Linked DNA regions of Ovis aries: region 2 is linked to region 1. Evidence: chromatin contacts called from public Hi-C data. All regions are on one chromosome and are shown on one strand. Each heading gives the region's core, a stretch centred on a gene start, on an enhancer-like site or on the middle of the called end of the contact. The rest is flanking DNA. Distances are from core to core; before and after follow the strand shown. Region 1 has its middle 160 kb from the start of SESN3. Region 2 holds the start of SESN3 (sestrin 3).

The links. A called contact is a pair of places that touch in the nucleus more often than the background predicts.
Region 2: a contact with region 1 is called in a Hi-C map of tail adipose tissue, with 2.1 times the contacts expected there. The contact joins the promoter of SESN3 here to the enhancer-like site in region 1. A contact is called at or near these places in 2 of 16 Hi-C or Micro-C datasets (skin fibroblasts and tail adipose tissue).

The regions. Positions count from the first base shown.
Region 1 is chr15:14,664,472-14,667,171 of ARS-UI_Ramb_v3.0, forward strand. No RefSeq gene overlaps it. Among named protein-coding and RNA genes, the nearest start is that of SESN3, 160 kb to the right of the region's middle. Within about 2 kb of position 1,365, at least 5 of the 54 cell types and tissues checked have an H3K27ac peak or open chromatin away from gene starts, as enhancers often do. A contact at or near this core is called in tail adipose tissue, where this site is marked.
Region 2 is chr15:14,824,654-14,827,353 of ARS-UI_Ramb_v3.0, forward strand. SESN3 (sestrin 3) reads left to right here and starts at 1,394. Exons shown (of 10, transcript XM_015100885.3): 1 at 1,394-1,694. The coding sequence starts at 1,617.

The DNA.
Region 1 (2,700 bases), core at 115-2,614:
AAAAAACTAAGATCATGGCATTCTGGTCCCATCACTTCGTGGCAAATAGATGGGGAAACAATGGAAACTGTGACAGACTTTATTTTCTTGGGCTCCAAAATCACCGTGGACAGTAACTGCAGCCATGAAATTAAAAGACACTTACTCCTTGAAAGAAAAGCTATGACAAACCTAGACAGCATATTAAAAAGCAGAGACATCACTTTGCCAACAAAGGTCTGTATAGTAAAAACTATGATTTTTTCAGTAGTCAAGTACAGTTGTGAGAGTCGGACCATAAAGAAGATGAGTGCCAAAGAATTGACGCTTTTGAACTGTGGTGTTGGGGAAGACTCTTGAGAGTCCCTTGAACAGCAAAGAGGTCAAACCAGTCAATCCTAAAGGAAATCAACCCTGAATATTCATTGGAAGGACTGATGCTGGAGCTGAAGCTCCAATACTTAGACCACTTGATGTGAAGAGCCGACCGACTTGTTGGAAAAGACCCTGATCCAGGGAAAGGCTGAAGGTAGGAGGAGAAGGGGGTGACAGAGGATGACATGGTTGGATGGCATCACCAACTCAATGGACATGAGTTTGAGCAAATTCTGAGAGATAGTGAAGGACAGGAAAGGCTGGTACACTGCCATAGGGTCACAAAAGGTCAAACATGACTGAGCAACTGAACAACAACAACTCCTTTTTTACCTCGCCATCCCCTAAGACATGTTTTTATGGCATCAGTGACCTCTCCTTCATAGCATCATCACATTTGCAGTTTCACAATTATTTGTGTGGTATTAGATTAGTCAATAGTTCTCTTCACAAAATTGTAAACATCCCAAAGGCAGGAATCAATTATAGTTTTGTTCCTATTGGATGCCTAAGCTTTGTATAGTGCCAACAAATGGCAGCTCTCAGGATTTCTTGAATAAATATATCTGGAGTATAGAGCTTTCCTTTATCTTCTCCTTTCTTGACTTCACTACACATAAAATCTATTTTAATCTCAAACGTCATCATGTTACTTCTTTTCTGAAAACCATCAATGACTCCTCACCACTCAATGAGGGAGTCTAAGCTTGCCATGACTTTCAAGTAAGGCCTCTGAGTTTACCTATTTGTACCTGTTCTATAATTATCAGAAGTGACCTCCTTTCTTTCTCAAAAGTGTTCTAGTTCAGTTGATAAATTTTATGGTCCCCTTCTACAAATGACTTCCCATATCTGGTCCCCTACAAGATTTCCCAAATCTCACTACACCATTAATGCACCAGCAACACTTATCTGCTCATAATTCTCTATCAACCCATGTGGCTTGTTACCTCCAGGCATTTACCACCACAATTCCCTGTGGCCAAACTTCATTCCCCTTCTCTCTGACTCATCCTGTGTGATTCAGCCCATTTCCTAACTGCTGCAGAAGGCCTTCTCTGATCCAGCGACCTCATCCCAACCCCATGGCCAAGTTAGGATTCTTTTTGCTTGGATCTTGCCCGGTCCTCTAATCCTCTATACATTATCCCATCATTGCACTTTCACATTGAATTGTAAATGCTGTCCTGTGTCTGTCAGCAACCCCTGCCTTCACACACACACACACACACACACACACACACACACACACGCCCTCAAGGGGCTGGACTCTGTGTAATTCATATCTGTGTACCCACTGCATACCACACAGTCGACTCACAATAATTACTGTTTGAACAAAAAATGTTTTTGAAGATTTTATTTATTCAACAAATGCAATTTAGTAAATAGACCATTTATTTTCCTAATTTTATTAACCCCAATCATTTATAACTTTTCATCTGATTTTCTATTCAGCATGAGCAAACCCATGATACCCTCACTAAGTTAATATTATTACAGCCAAAGCAAAGAAGTTTGATGTTTACATATGCCTGTGTTTCTTTCTCCATGTTAGACTTTTTAAAACAGCTACTTTTTAAAAGTAGCTTTCATACCTCCAGGGTTGCAAGCTTGAGCTAGTTTAACTACCTCTGGTTTTCTCCCTTGGCTCTAACCCTCCCTCTTCCCCTCCCCTTCAGCCCCCACCTCATTCTTTCTGCTTTCCCTCAGTCCTAGGATCTCCTGAGTTTTATCTGAAAAGCACATGGGGCACAATATGATTCAAAATTTTTTTTTTAATGCTTCAAACCTTTATACTAAATCTAATTCAGATGCTGGCTGCCTTGCCAAGCTTGCCGAAATAGGTTGAGAAACTCTCCGGGGAATTATTTTTAAAACCCTTAAGTTTGAATATCATTGTCCTAAGATGAGACATATAACATATGATAAATAACATTTCTGCTGAATGTGCGAAATAAAGTCTCGTTGCTAAGAAGGAGAAGTTTCCAGGAAAGAGCTCTAGACTTTGAATCAAACCCTGGTTTGCATCTGGCCCTGTCACTTCCTGGATCTGTTCACATGGGCTGTATATTTATCTCTTCAAGCCTGCATTTCTTATTCTATAAACTAGGATAAGAATGCAAGCTTCACGGGGTTGTGGGGAGGACCCGATGTGAAGCTGTGTATCAGTAGTTCTCTAAGTAATGTGCTTATAAAGGGAGAGATTTTCACAGCTCCCTCAGTGTTGATTTAAATTGTTTTTATTATAGTGTTGCTTAACTAGGAACAAAAAATAACACTCGGTATAAATTCCTTAAGCTTGTAAAATTATAAACTAAAATAAATTATAAATTTTAAAAAGCC
Region 2 (2,700 bases), core at 144-2,643, 160 kb after region 1:
ATTCGGCCCCAGTGGGCAGAGCAAGAAATCTTCGGGGCCCGGAGGACGCCGGGGAGCATCCGGCACCAATCAGGCTCTCGCTCGGCACCTGCCTTTGTCTCACAGGGGAGCAGGTTTCGGGGTGTCTCGCGTCGGAACCCGCCTTCGACCAGCATGAGCGCTGCTAGCCCCTCTGGAGACCTTACTCTCCCACTTGTCTGTCCCCCTCCACACCCTGAAAGCTTGAGTTTCCCCCAGTTACATCTGCTTACTCTCCCCAGAACGTGAACACCAAAATCCTGAATTCATTTGTAGCTTTGCAAGAGGCAGGTCTAGCCCAACAGCTTTAAATGGCAATTTGTTCTCTGAAGCTTCGTTCCCAGGCAGGGCTCCGAGCTCTGCGTTTATCTAACCAGCTGCCCCAGAAGGACCTTGGGGTGGAAGACAAACCTGTCTCTTTGGCCTTGTAGAGCTGGACAAATTAAAGAATTTTCGTTGCTGAGAGACTACGACGAGAAGGGGCTTTAGATGGAGGAGGAAACCGCTAACCCACAGGTTTTGAGGCTTTTGTTTCCCTGTAACCGACTAATGGTGTAAATATACCTAAACATCTATCCCCCACCCGGTGCCGAAGCTTTAGGTAACTGGTCTTTTGCAAAACAAGGATAAGCGATGCATAAAGTTCTTTGAGATCCTTGGCTGCCAACTGCTACAGGACTGCAGTCTTCTTTCCAGCTAAGATTCTGGGTAAGAAAGAGAAAGCCTAACCACCGTTTTAGCTCCCCCCACCCCCACCGTCTTTCTCAAGAAATAGGAAACATTTAGTCGAGTCTTAGACCCTCTAGCGAACTCTAGCTCCCAGCTATTTATCTCATTCCCGCCCCATTTCAGCGGGGACCTAGCGCAGGGGCTGTGGCTGGCCTTAGGGGAGGGGCTGGGTTCCACGGGGTTATTTGCATGTGACACACCCCCTTCCCCTTATTGGCGGAGCCGCGCAAACTCGGTTCCCTCCCACCCGGCTACCGAACTAACCCGCCGTCTCCCTGCAGTTCGGAGCCTCGGAGACAAACTTAACTTGCCCGGAGATTCGAGGCGTCCTCGGCGCCTGTGATTGGCGGGCGCCGCGCCCAGCCGACTACAGCCGCTCATTGGCTGCGGGCTGGCGCCGGGGGGCGTGGCCGGGGCGGCCCGACTGGCGGGAGGGGGCGGTGCCGGGGCGCGGAGGTGGTGAAGGCGCTGAGGCGGCGGGGGCGGGGCCGCGCGGAGGCGCTGAGGCGCTGCGGCTGCGGCGGCGGCGGCGGCGGCGGCGGCGGCGGCGGCGGCTGCTGGTCCTGGCCGGGCGGGGGCGGGGGTCTGCGGGATGGGGGCGGGCTGGACGACGCGCCGCTGAGGAGCCGCCGCCGCCGTCTCCGCCGTCGCTCCGGCAGCCGCCGCGGGGGTCGCTGCGGGCAGCCGCCCGCTCTCCGGCCGTCGCCGCCCCGTCCCGTCCTCCTGCCCCGAGGAGGCTGAGGCTAGAGGCGCGGCCTGCGGGGCGTGTGAGGGGGACAGTCTGGGCCCCGCAGCGGCGCGGGCGGCCGCAGTGACAGCCCGGCCCCGGCCCGCCGCCCGCCCGCGGTGCCCGCGCGCCCGCAGCCGCGATGAACCGCGGCGGCAGCAGCCCGTCGGCCGCCGCCAGCTACCTGCTCTGTACCAACTGCCGGAAAGTGCTGCGGAAGGTACGGGCTCGGCTCGGGGCCGGCCCCGAGGGGCGCTTCCTGCCCGCGGCGGCCGAGGGACCCCGGGGCCTCTCCGCCGGACCCCCAGAAGGGGGCCTGAGCCGCGAACGGAGGCGCTAGCCTGCTGGGCTTTTGATTCCTGCCGGGGCAGCGCTTGGCCCCCGGGGCTGGGGGTTTGGGGGTGCTTGCTGTCCGTCCCTCCGTTCACCTAGCTACCTTGCCCCCCCTCATTCCCTCTCCTCGGGCGGAGGGGTGACGGACCTGTTCGGTCCTCCTCCCGGTGTTCTGGGTGCAAGTCGGTGTGAAATCAGAACTGGTCTGGTCCAGAGGAACCTGGTTCCCTCTCGGCTGCGGCTAACTCCTGCGGGTGTTGTTTTTGTTTATTTCGGTTTTGCTTCTGCACGCTCTACCCGAATACTCTTTTTTTTTAAAACCTTCTTGTTGATGGTCGTCTTGTGGCTCTGGGTCGATCCCGAAAGAAACTGGTAAAGCAGCTTGAACTTTATGCCCATGGGAAACGCTGTTCGACGTTACGGTTCCTCAAGCTGGGACTGGGGGAGGTGGAGACGAGGGTGGACGTGAGTTGTCCCTTTTTAGCGCTTACCCCCCATCCCCCGTTCCCCCCCAACCCCCGCACCCTGGTGTTGCTCCAGAAAAATCAGACGCGCAATCAGTTTATTGCTTCCCAGAGTGATTGATAGAAAGTTTACTCCAGTTTTGTTTAGCTCACTTGGCTTAATCGCTCCGTTAAGGGTTGGGGCGGGGGCGGGGGCGGGGGATGCGGTATGAAAAGATGTCGCTTTAGACCTAGAAAAGCTTTTAATCAGACTTTAACAGCCGCCATTGGGTTATATTATAATTAGCTTATTCTTCTCGAGACTATTTTTACATTTCATTAAGTGGAAACAGTAGTTGAGGTGCTTCTGTTTGTTCAGTACAAATGAATTAAAATTGCTGAGCTTTGCAAATGCTTCTGGACTGAAAGGCTAAGATGAATACGGCACCG